Linked DNA regions of Sus scrofa: region 1 is linked to region 2. A link is a contact called in public HiChIP or PLAC-seq data. All regions are on one chromosome and are shown on one strand. The core of a region is the stretch at or near the end of the contact, and the rest is flanking DNA. Distances in the headings are between cores, read along the strand shown. Region 1 overlaps CIPC (CLOCK-interacting pacemaker). Region 2 has its middle 33 kb from the start of LRRC74A.

The links. HiChIP or PLAC-seq counts read pairs in DNA pulled down with a chosen protein or histone mark.
Region 1: an H3K27ac HiChIP or PLAC-seq map of skeletal muscle shows a contact between it and region 2. The contact joins two enhancer-like sites. A contact is called at or near these places in 19 of 47 Hi-C or Micro-C datasets (adipose tissue, alveolar macrophages, blood and 10 more) and 2 of 2 datasets of contacts at active chromatin or transcription factors (alveolar macrophages and skeletal muscle).

The regions. Positions count from the first base shown.
Region 1 is chr7:100,199,445-100,205,426 of Sscrofa11.1, reverse strand. It overlaps CIPC (CLOCK-interacting pacemaker), which reads right to left. Exons shown (of 4, transcript XM_013978333.2): 4 at 5,898-5,982. Among named protein-coding and RNA genes, the nearest start is that of CIPC, 22 kb to the right of the region's middle. Within about 2 kb of position 1,431, at least 20 of the 83 cell types and tissues checked have an H3K27ac peak or open chromatin away from gene starts, as enhancers often do. A contact at or near this core is called in skeletal muscle, where this site is marked.
Region 2 is chr7:100,003,901-100,010,757 of Sscrofa11.1, reverse strand. No RefSeq gene overlaps it. Among named protein-coding and RNA genes, the nearest start is that of LRRC74A, 33 kb to the right of the region's middle. Within about 2 kb of position 5,472, at least 25 of the 83 cell types and tissues checked have an H3K27ac peak or open chromatin away from gene starts, as enhancers often do. A contact at or near this core is called in skeletal muscle, where this site is marked.

The sequences.
Region 1 (5,982 bases), core at 182-2,681, 200 kb before region 2:
GCCAACTTCACCACAGCTCATGGCAACACGAGATCCTTAATCCACTGAGTGGGGCCAGGGATCGAACCTGTGTCCTCATGGATGCTCGTCAGATTCCGTTCCACTAGCCACAACGGGAACACCGGAAGCACTCATTTTGATCCCCAGACCCTAGCTCAGAGCTTCTTTCTCTCATAGTAGTTAGTAAGAATTTGCTGAATGAATGGCAGGTGTTTTCGTACTTGTCAGAGGGGATGCTAAGAGCTGAGCGCTCTGAGGATGGAATGAGAGGGTGTGTGTACATACCTGGCACCACACATGGACCACTGCAAGCGTCTAGTAAAAGCTGGTGCCAGTGCTGCTCAAATTTGACAGTGTGTGGAAATCACCTGCAAACCTGGTAAAAATGCAGATTCAGAATCAGCTGGGCCTATGATTCTGCATTTCTGACAAGCTCCCAGGGGTGACAGTGCTACCAATCACACTTACGGCACGGTACAGGGCTAGTCCCTTCTCCTCCTTGCCAGTCCCAAGCCCAATCCCACAATGGGGAGGCACTGCCCTCGTTCCCAGTTGTGGCTGCACATTTGCAATCCTCTGAGAACCTTTAATTACTGATGGTGGTGGGGAAGGGGTGGGGCTCCTACCTCTCAGAGAATCTGACAGAATTGGTCTGGGGTGTGGTCTGGGCATCAGGATTTTAAGAGCTTCCCATACAGCTGAGGCTAGACTTGCTGCCCTAGAGGTGCCTGTGGAGGGCAGTAACACACGCAAAAGGGTTTGGAGAAGTTCACCCAGCACAGGTGTGGGGGACAGCATTTGCAGATACTGGAGGCTGAGTCACCAGCTAGGAGGCTGGGCCAGAGATTAAAGATCCTGGCCAGGGTGGGGCCTGCAATCAATACTGAGTCCTCGATAGCTCCCCATGCCCTGGCTGGATAGCCCTAAAAAGGAGTGAGGCCTAGGATGGGCTGGGAGAGGGTGCTGGGCTTGCCAAGGACTGTGCAGGGTGTGTACTAAGGAGAGGCTCCATTTGGGTGCAGCAGGGTGTGGGGGCTGGCAGGGAGCTGGGCTGATTGCTGCTCACTGCCTCTTCGGTGCTACGTGAAAGGCTGGCCCCGGACTGAAGGCAGCTCCGCTGGCCCCATACTCATCCCTCCAATTGCAAACTGCTTCACTGGCAGTAATGATTTTAGGATTACCGCTTCCTGTGCACCCCTTAGCTGGGGCCACTGAACTAGACACGTTTCACCTTACGGCACAAGAACCTTTTAGACTCGACAGCAACCTAACAAATGAGGATCTGAAGCTCAGGGAGGTTATGTAACTTGCCAGGATCACACAGAAACCAGATCCAGATATGAAGCCATATTTCCATCTCACCATGATGCCTCTCCTCACGCTTTCCTTTGGCTGAAATGCTCTTCCCCTTCCTCTCCACCTCTCTAAACTCCAGCCGGTGCCAAGGCTGAGCTCCAATCTCACCTCGCCATGTGTTCCTTTCGAGGTCTTGGAGAGCTCCTGCAGCTCTGGTCTGTAGTTGGCTTTGGGCCACACTAGCTTGTGTTGCCACTCTCCCCATGAGTCACATCTCCGGGCTCAGCTGTGAGGGCTCCAAGGCCGGGGACCACATGTGCCTTTCTGTAGGCCCTGGGCCTCAGGAAGTGTTGGGTGCTGCTAGGGTTGGACCTAGGGTGAGGCAGGCGAGGTGCCTATGGTGCAAAACTTGAGGTTGTGCAAATGCTTCTGGCAGCAGCTACGGGGAGGCTGAGGAAAGGAGAGCAGGTGCTGTGGTGTGTGAGCCCAGAGTCTGAAAGTGTCACCAGACAGGATGGCCTGCTCCCTAGAACTCTCTGTGTGCTGGCTGATGGAGTGAACTTATCAACTAATTTATCTTTTGTCTTTTTTTTTTAAGGGTCGCACCTGCGGCATATGGAGGTTCCCAGGCTAGGGGTCGAATCGGAGCTGTAGCCGCCGGCCTACACCACAGCCACAGCAAGGCAGGATCCAAGTGGAGTGTGCGACCTACACCACAGCTCAGGGCAACGCAGGATCCTTAACCCACTAAGTGAGGCTAGGGATCGAACCTGAAACCTCATGGGTCCTAGTCGGATTCGTTAACCACCGAGCCATGATGGAAACTCCATTATCAATTAATTTATATATTGTGCCCCTATCAACACTTCTGTTCTCAACTAGCGGTTTAATGCGAAGGACTCTTGCCCTAATCAAAGGATGAGCAAGACCTAAAACCAAAGGTTATCAAAATGTTAATTCTGAAATAAAAGTAGAGGTGAGTCTGCCCTATCACCTCGCCCAGGCTGACACACCCAACTCTGGATGTACGAGAACTGGTGAGACCCAAACCATCAAAGAAGTGATTGACTAATGGATGGTGGTTGCTATCCTCCCATTAGAACAGAAGCAAGGACCATGTCTGTTTCATTCACCATTTCATGCCCTCCAACGAGGTCAGCACCTGGGACATGAGTGTGTTCATAACTTTATGTATTTGTTACTCTTAAGTAACAATGACAATGTCTCTGTCAGAAAAGCTTCAGGAAACAGTAACACTTTCAAGAGTGGAAATGATCAGGGTTTAAGAATATATAAAATTTAGGGGGGGTGTGGTGAGTGAAAATCTGAGAAGTGAGGATCACTTTTGAGAATTTTTTTTTTTTGGTCTGTTTTAGGGCCACACCCTAAAAAGAGTGAGGTTCCCATACAGAGGTTCCCAGGCCAGGGGTCGAATCAGAGCTGTAGCCGCTGGCCTACGCCACAGCCACAGCCACAGCCACAGCCATGCGGGATCCGAGCCATGTCTGTGACCTACACCCCAGCCTACGGCAATGCCCGATCCTTAACCCACTGAGCGGGGCCAGGGATCAAACCTGTGTCCTCTTGGATGCTAGTCAAATTCGTTTCCACTGAGCCATGATGGGAACACCCCCTTTTGAGAATTCTAAAGGTCCCCAAAGTGGGACCTCCTGTGGGGCTGACCTGTGCTGTCAGGTCCCTGATCACCTCTGTGGGTCCCCAAGCACTTTGCCCTTTGATTAAAAAAAAAAAAAAAAAAAAAAAAACCAATGCGACGGAGACATTTACCAGCAGGCACATGCTCTGCCACATTTCCCAATCCCCTGCAGGGAGGCCTGTCCTGTCACTGAGCCTGACCTGACTAGCACAACTGGCAACACTGGTGACTGACTAGTTAGGGGCTTTGTAGCATAACTGAGCCTCAGAAAATGCTTCAAGAATGCAAGCAGCACAAACTTGTAAATACATCTTGACTAGACAAGCATTGGCTTGAAGGCTTTAAAAGAAAAAAAAAAAAAAGGTTTCCACCCTGCAGTTATCCTGGGCCTGCTCGGCGTGCCAGGACCACCAGTGAAAGCCTACTGTCTGAACCAAGCCTGTGACGACCTTGTCAGCCGCGGGTATCCTGCACTGTTGGTTTGGCTGGTTCACTGCCCTTCCTCTGTGGGTTTTGCTTAAGTGAACTCTCATTTGCATTTCCTGAGGAGCCCAGTGACAGGCGGGAAGCCCAGAAGCCTTCTGAAGAAACAGAGGGGAGTCAGAATTAATCATTCTCGGGGCGGGGGGGGGGGGCACCTGACCTCCGGAACCAGGCTCTCCAGCCTCTGTTAAATAGCACGCAGGGCCTACCAAGGGGGCAGGTTTTTACTTGTGGGTATCTTTAAGCTTCTTCTCTTCCCCTGACTCTAGAGGGGGGCCTTAAGAATTTGTATCAGGGGTCATTCCAGCCCAGATCTCTGGAGGGGTATTATTATGGTCTTACTGTCAACTACTAGTAGCAGCTCTGAGTTTTTCGGCCGTGCTCTCAGCCCCAGGCGGAGGATGGGCTCCAGGCCAAGCACTACCATCTGCCCAGCCATCGGCCAAAGGCTTGAGGTGCCCCCGGAGAACGGAAGCCCTGACCCGCCGCTGTTAGAGACATTTACCAGAATTCCTGAGCAGTCCTCCAAGGCCACTGCAATTCCTGAGATAAAGTGAGGCTTTAGGAAAATGAAAGGCAGCTATTTTTACTCTCATGCTCCCCAGCCATCCTGAAGGCTTCGCTCATCGTTCGACCTGACCAGGGCCCTCACGCGGGCTGGCCTCGGGACCCTGCTTGCAGTTTTCCTTCCCTTTCATTTCCTTACAGCTTCTACCCACTCACTGTGTTACTCCACAGGCTTTTCTCTTTCTTTTCATCTCCTCCAGATGCTGTCATTTGAGGCAGGAACCACACAGACTGTTCTTTCAAGCAATTCTCTAATGTCTTGCATAACCATCCTTCAGAAAGAGATAGGAAAGCCACGTGTTATAGGAATGAAGGAAGAATTCTAAGAGGGAAAAAAGTCACAGTGGTCACAGGAGTCCATGGACCCACTGAGTCCCTCCTTCCAGACCAGTCAAAGGCTGGGTTGAAGTCTGCTCTCCTCCTGTCAGCTGTCAGATTTTGGTAGAAGGTAGCCTTAACTGTCCCAAGCAAATGACAACCCTTCAGGGGTGGATGCCGTCACCTGAACCCCACCGCCGGGTTTGTTGCGCAGGGAGGATGCCCTGCTCTGTGGAGCAATTTAAAACCCTTTAGAGGGGTTCCCGTCGTGGCGCAGTGGTTAACGAATCCGACTAGGAACCATAAGGTTGCGGGTTCGGTCCCTGCCCTTGCTCAGTGGGTTAACGATCTGGCGTTGCCGTGAGCTGTGGTGTAGGTTGCAGATGCGGCTCAGATCCTGTGTTGCTGTGGCTCTGGTGTAGGCCAGTGGCTACAGCTCCAATTAGACCCCTAGCCTGGGAATCTCCATATGCCGCGGGAGCGGCCCAAGAAATAGCAAGAAGACAAAATAAATAAATAAATAAAAAATAAAACCCTTTAGAAACAGCATTTTTTAGTACTTCACCTTAATCTCAGGATGTCAAGTGGACAGCAAAGATTACCCCCCTTCCCGATGATACAGGAAATGGAGATAAAGCTGCTTCCTGCTGCCTCTTCCTCCCAGTCACCCAGATGGTGCTCACCAGGCAGACCTCTGCTCCTCTCTAATCGCTCCTCCGGGGTGGGGGTGGGGGGGAGATGAAAGGTGGTACCCAGACCTTGCTGGGACCAGAGTCAGGTCCTCACAAAGCACCACCACAGCCACAGAGTGTATGACTCTCTACCGTTAAAATGATGTTAAACCAGCCTAAGGGCTCCTTACAACACACGCAGAAACATCCTCTCTGCCAAAAGGGAAGCTTCCTGGCATGGCGTGCAGGGCAGAGCTGCTGTGGCACCACTCAGATTCAGGGGAGGTAAAGGGAGTGGGGGGCCAGGAGGAAAATTTTAAAGGGTAGTGGGGAGAGAAATTTGGAATGAAATAAAAGCAAATTGACATACTCTCTCCAATATAAAAGCTGTTATGTCGTTCACTTCACATGAAAGTGCTATTTGCAGATGACTAGGAAAGGACATAATTAGATTTAACTCCACAATTCTCTCCTTTAGGGCCAATAATTCTTCATTTGAGAGTAGTCTTTAACAGTGAATCCACGTCAGCTTCAACCAGGTAATCATTAGAAAGGCAATGCAGACTGGCAAAATGCTTCTCCCAGAGTCACATATAATAAGTTTAAAACCTGACAGATTAAAATCAATTTACCAGAGCACTAGGAACCTACTTTGAAGGCAACCCAGGATTTTCTCTAAAATTAAATCCATTACAGATGGTCCCCAACTTACGATGGTTCGACATAAGGTTTCTGGATTTTACAATGGCGTGAAAGATAGGTATTCTGTAGAAACTGTGTCTTGCAATTTGAGCTCAACCGAACTCTGAATCTGGATCTTCTCCCTGGGCCAGCGATGTGTGGTACAATCATGACAACAGCAGATCCATGACCCTCTGCACCACAAGAGAACTCAGGTTACGTGCTTTTTTTTTTTTTTTTTTTTTTTTTTTTAATCTCATGCCTTTTTGACTCAGAATATGTTCAACTTATGATGATGGGCTTATCAGG
Region 2 (6,857 bases), core at 4,223-6,722:
GCAACGCCAGATCCTTAATCCACTGAGCAAGGCCAGGGATCGAACCCGCAACCTCATGGTTCCTAGTCGGATTCATTCACCACTGCACCACGACGGGAACTCCAGCTCTTTAAAATTCTTCATTTGTTGTGACTTTTTTCCTCATCCAAAATATACATCCACTTTCTATATCTTATTTATATTTGTAAATATGTTTTTAAGAGAGGGTCCCCAATTTGTACAAACTCAGGCTCCACAGAAGCTGTATCTGCCCATGTGGGCAGATTGAGGGCTCTGGCCCAGGCTCCCTTGACGTGAGCTGTGTCCCTGAAGCCAGCTGCGTTGCTTCCCTTTTCAGCCATCTAATAAGAGTCTGATTTCCCTGAGCCAGTCTGGAGTTCTATTTTCTTTTTCTGTGCTTCCCCCAACCCTGCCTTAGAGCTGAAGCGCTGTGCAGAGTCGGAGGACTTGTGGGGTTGGAGCTCCCTCTGCTGGGAAAATAGAGGTACAGCCGGGAGAGAGGGGCTGGCTGGGAGGGGCTGTATTGAAAGCAGGCAGGTGGGGGTTAGTACCTGGGAGAGCCGTTTCTGTTGAGCATGGACACCCTTGCATACACATATCACGTCCTGTGATTCAAATGTGAGCATGATTTTTTTGTACACGTGTTCCATTTCCACTGCACCTGGGATAACACCGCCTGGGGTGAAACTGCAGTGCAATTCTGACGCTAACCTCCTGGAGTTAACATCAGATTCCACAGGTTAAAGTCTCAGCCCCCTCCCCAGGACACCTGCATTTCTGACAAGCCAGCTACAAAGCAGAGGGTTTCTATGACCCCTTAGATTTGATAATTCACTGTGTGACCTATAGAACTCTCTCAAAAAAATGATAGCAATTTCATTATAAAGGATATGACTCGTGAGCAGCCCAAGGTAAGAGATTCGCAGGGCAAGATATGAGAGGGAGGGCAGAGCTCCTATGCCCTCGCCCCTTGGAGTCGGGGGAAGTCATCTCCCGGGAAGCCTCCACTGAGCCTCAGGGTTCAGCATTTTCACTGGGGCTTCATCACTCAGGACTGATTGAACTGGGGCTAATAAGAGAACACAGACTCCACCCCCCTGTGCTCCTATTGGCTGAAAGTTCCAACATCTGCTCACGTGATTGGTCTAGCCTTCTAGGGCCCCAATCTGAGTCACCTTATTAGCATAAAGACAACACTCCTGTCACTCAAGAAATTCTGAGGGTTTCTAAAGCCTGTGCCAGGAACTGGGAAAAAGACCTGTCATGCTCTTGATTATACTGTTAACACACAGAGGCCCACACAAGAGCTAGTCTCATTCATCCTGGTCAAGCAGCAGCCCGCCAGGCAGCCTCACCCCAATTCACCCACAGACTCCCTAAGAAGTGGCAAAACAACAAAACAGCCCTCCAGGGGTCATACCACTGTCCCCCCCTTAAAAGGCAATTCTGAGCCCCAGAGAGCCGCCCCCACCCCCACACTGCCCTTTTCCTCCAGGATGTCTGCTTCCCGAAGGAGAGCTCTTCCTTTCCTCTAGATCAAGTCTACTGGTCGGCAGCCAGTGTTTAGGACACAGGCTTGCCTTGCCAATCATTGTTTTCTTTTGTTTAAAACAAAACCAAACAAAACCGATCCCAAGGCCTCACTTGACAAGGCAGGTTGGTCGCCTGAGGACACTGCAGCTGCCACCATGGCCACACACCGGAGGCTGAAGTGGGCACCGCTGACCTGAAGGCCCAGCACCCAGAACCATCCCACCAGCATCGCCACCACCACTGCTTGGGGGCTCGGCCAAGCGGCAAAGGAGTTCTCTGTACTCTTTACTTCTTTGGTTGCTGGCTCCTAACCCGAGCTGAGGGAGTCCGTGTCTGGTGTGGGCATGCGCCCACATCCCAGCTGCAAGTCCCAGCTGTCCCTTCCAGGGACACCCCCAGCCCAGGAAGGGGGTTCAGACTCCAGCAGCCACGGAAAAGTCCAGGTGTCCACTGTGTCCCCTGAATGGCCTACACAGTGCAGATGGCCCCCGCCTTCCCACCACCTCCAATTTTTAAGATTCTGGAGAAATTCTTTTGATTTCACTCAGGTCTTAAGCCTTGGATTCAGGTCTTAAGGTTTAAGCCTTGGAATGTCTCCCATGGCGTTTCAAAGACCCCGTACTTGGGTGTTTCAAAAGATGGCCACACAACAGGATCGAAGGCATCTCTGCAGAGCCAGGATGCGGGTTCAATCCCCTGTGGTGGTGCGGTGGGTTATAGGATCTGGAGTTGCCTCAGCTGCAAGGTAGGTAGAAACTACAGCTCAGATCCCTGGCTGGAGAACTCTACATACCGAGGGGAGGCCAAAAAAGGGGAAAAAACCCATGGCTGCTCAGTTTGGCCATTAATGTATCCCACTGGGCCTGCAACTCCCCACACCCCCTCCCTCTTAGGAGAGGAACTCCACTGTAACGAGGCCAGGCCTGAGCCCCAGGCCTGGGCAACTCTATGCAGAAAGGTACCATTATCACCCCTATTTATATTTATTTATTTATTTATTTATTTATTTATTTTTGTCTTTTTGCTATTTCTTTGGGCTGCTCCCGCGGCATATGGAGGTTCCCAGGCTAGGGGTCTCATCGGAGCTGTAGCCGCCAGCCTATGCCAGAGCCACAGCAACACAGGCTCTGAGTCACATCTGCAACCTACACCACAGCTCATGGCAACGCCAGATCGTTAACCCACTGAGCAAGGGCAGGGACCGAACCTGCAACCTCATGGTTCCCAGTCATATTCGTTTACCACTGCGCCACGAAGGGAACTCCATTATCACCCCTATTTACAGAAAAGGAAATTGAGATTCAGGGAGATTAGTGCCTAGCTCAAACCAGACAGAATTCAAACTGAGAACTGTCGAATGCCAGAATTCGCATGCTTAACCACTTCAAGAGATTTTCCACACTCTTCCTTCCCATCTCCCCTTGGAGAATGCAAGGGGCAGGGAGGGCACATCAACCTGAACTTGAGAATTCAGCCACAATACAGCATCATCATCTCTCCCTTTGCTTCCTCCCCACTGGCTGGTCCAGCCTGGCCTGGAGCTCATGCTTGCTTATGAATTGAAGTATGCCTCTGTTTGTTGCAGAAAGGATATAAACAGAGAAGGCACATTTAAACTTCCGCTTGTAGACACAAAGCTGCGAGGGAGCTACAGAGGGACAGAGAAGCGCAGTGGTTAAGACCTCAGGGAGTCAGAGTCATACTGCCAGGGTCCGAATCTCAGCCATGCTGCTTAGTAGCAGAAGGCTCTGAGTGAGATGCTTCTCCCTGCCTGCAATTCCCCAGCTTTGAAATGGGGATGGTAACAGACTTCACCGCAAAGGAGTCTCTGTGAAGATGCAGAGTTAGTGCACAAAGCCAGACGGAGTTGGGCGTGGAAGGCGGGCACGCCCGGGGTGCCATTCCCCTGCCCTGCGGCAAACCCCCTTCAGTGCTGGTACAGGCCAATGCCTCTGGGGCATCTTTGACCTGACAGCCTCTGCTCTCCCTCCACCTTGGTCTTCAGCTCCTGCAGGTCTCCTGCCTGCCAGCCTCCTCACATGATAAAGCAGGAGTCAGCCCATTATCAGCGGGTGTGTTCCTTGTGCAGTGTTCCTTAACACTGGTCTCGCCCAGCCCCAAGGCGGGCTGGCTGGGGGAGGGGGCTCGATGTTTCTGGAGCTTGTACTGAGCACCAGATTTTCTTCCTCAGAGCGAGGGTGCAAGGGAGCGGGTAGCGATGATTCACAATGAGGACACAGAACTTAGGACAGGTCTGCTCACGTGTCAGGCTGCTGAACGCTTTGGAGCTCAGATTTCCTGCCAGACTCCTCGGGGGCGGAAGTTTGGCAGATCAGGGAAAGCGCGAGGCGAGGACTGCAAAGCCATCTGATCAGATCCAGCACAGCTCTCAAGTGGACTTTTGGAGCTGACCTGACACCTAGTGGCCGCATGTAGGAATTACTCCACCATTGGGCAGGTTCCAGGGCTGAGCAGGTCAGGTTTTGGGGGTGCCTGCGCCATGGGGGATGGCAAGTGTCAAGGGGTGGCCTGGAAGGTCCAAAGGGGTGGGGGAGATTTTGGCTTCTCCATACCCTCACCATTCCTCCAAAACTATCCAAACGAAAACTAACATTTGATAAAAAAATGTGCTTTTTATGCAAAAGATGAATAAAAGTCTTGAGAAAACATTGCCCTTTTTATTGATTCCAAACCTATAGCCCATAACATAATTTGGTACTTCATAGTCTCATAATCTTCAGGGTTCCATACTGCATCAGGGATTATTAGATGCTCAGTATGAGCATGGGCTTGGTGGAGGATTTTATGGATTATAATCGCCTAAAGAGACATGCTCCCTGACTTCAGGGGATCTAATTTATTTGGGGAGTCAGAGCAAAGACATCTATATACCTGATGGGAAGGGCGGGTGTGAGTTTCAGCCTACAAGCTCCTTACTGCATTTCCTTCTTTTCTTTTCATCATCTAACTTTGACTCTGAGCCCGTATACCATCCATTTAATGGACATTCAACTTCAGGCTAGGACCTTGAATAAGGGGAGGGAGAGGAAAATATGCCATGGGGAGGGGGACAGAGATTATTTCAAATAATGATCTTGCCACACATGCAGAGAGGGCTCAACATCACCCCACCCTCGGTGAAAAACCAGTGAGGCATTCTCTTGCGGCACAGCGGGTTCAGTGTCTGGTGGTTGTCCTGGCAGCAGCTCGGGTCACTGCTGTGGCATGGATTGGATCCCTGGCCTGGGAACTTCCCCATACCAGAGGCATTGGGCAAAAAAAAAAAAGGGGGGGGGGACCCAAAGGCTGGTGCCTCAATTCCTAGATGCCATTCCAGCACTTTGTGGGTGCTCTGCAGTGTCCTCGGTACCCCCAAACTCTCCCAGCTTTCCACCATTTGCCCCAAACAATTACCAGGTGAATTCAATTTCACAGATAATTTTTATTGAGCACCTACTATGAGCAGGCACTGTGCAGGTGCTTCAGAGGTGTACAAGAGAGTTCCTGCCCTTGTTTATCCCACAAATGACAACATTAATCACAGCCCTTGAAGGTCCCCATTCCCCTGATCTGCTCCGTGTACGCTGAGCTTGGCTAAACCTGCTCTTCTTCTGCTAAGCTCCTCATGGCCCCCTGCCCCCATTTTCTAAGGAATTTTACAAAGAACCACAGAATGGTGGGTTCCTGGAACAGATGGGCATCCTTTTTTTCAGCTGTTCCACTTTTTCAGGCGGAAGCATGAGGCTCCAAGGTGGCCAGGGGTTGTACCAAGGCCATGGCTGGATGCCAGCGCTCTCTGTCTCCTGTCCCCGGTTCTCTCCACATGACCCCCGGTATTTGCTTCTAAAGGCCCCTGTCCCCATTTCCTGAGCGTCTGTTCCCTCTGCCATGGCCTCCAGTGTCTCGGGCACTCCCCTCAACACAGTTGAAGAGCCAGCTCTGTGCTGACTGCTCTTATGCACTGACATCCTCCCCCTGCTCCTTTCCTGCCTCCTGGCAACCCCACGTCTCCCCAGTTTGTCTTCGTGGCTCTAACGAGGCCACCAAGGACATGTCCCCTCAAACCAGAGGGGAAGGGCACGCCACCAGCAGCCCGAGGTCCCAAGCCAGACTTTATTGGCTTGCTCACAGCCCTGGCCTTGGTGTCTGTCTGTCTGCCAAGGTTTCAGCCAGCTCTCCGCCTCCTCCCAGCCACCAGCCGACGTGCCAGTTCTCTGTCGCCGAGACTGCTTTCCAGACCAGACTTGTTGCTATGACTTCGCCATTTTCAAGAAACTGGTTTGAAAGGTAAGAGGATAACACTGAGCGCCAAGGCAGCCTCACAGCTGATCCACGAGCGTGTTTAGACAGCCTTGAATCCAAGTGAGACCATTTGTGAACCCGTCTCTCATCCTGGCAGAGCACTGAACGTGGTGAGGTTCAGCGTCAGCACGGGGATGCGGACGGGTTTACGTTGCCTGCAAGGCTCTGGCAGCAGATTTAAATTCAGAATGTGCATCAGCTCATCCTGGGTCCACTCTGCCAAGCCCACATTAGAGAGTCGTATGTGTGCAAACACCACATGCAAAAGAATGCTGGTGATTATTATTTGTAGTAACAGAACATTGGAAATAACTTACACGTCCATAAAATGAGATTTAAACATGAGACTTCTTTCTGCACAATGAAATGCCATGTGGCAGCTAAAAAGACTGAACTAGATCTAAACGCACCAACACGGACAGTTCGCCAAGACATGCTGTAAAGCCAAGCAGTTCAGGGGAACGCGACAGTGTGATTCTACTTATGATAAATAAGAAACTCTGTGTGTGTGTGTGTGTGTGTGTGTAAAATAACATAGTGAAAGACATTTGTACTCTAAGCCAATCACATGCCAGGTAGTGTTCTAAATGCTTCACAAGCATTAACTCATTTAATCCTCAAAAGCTCCCAGCACTGTAGGAACTTTTATTCATCCCATAACACAGATGGGGAAACTGAGGCCCAGGGAGGCTAGGTTAATTAGCCAAGGTTCCATAGGAGCGGAGCTGGGATTGGAACTCAGGTAGCCTGGTCCCAGAGCCCATGTTTTTAACAATTATAGAACATACGCATATGCATGCACACACACACACACACACACTTGACGGCAAGTACATGGGAAAAGCTTTAAAAATGTGCACCTGCCGTTGTGCACACGTGCACTCTGGGAGCAGAGGGAACCATGGGGATAAGGTAAAGCAGGACCTTCACTTTCTCCTTACTATACATCAGTGGATTTAGAATTTTTACATCATTTGTCACAAAAAATGAAAATTAAAAATTCATGCAACAATAATGATGAC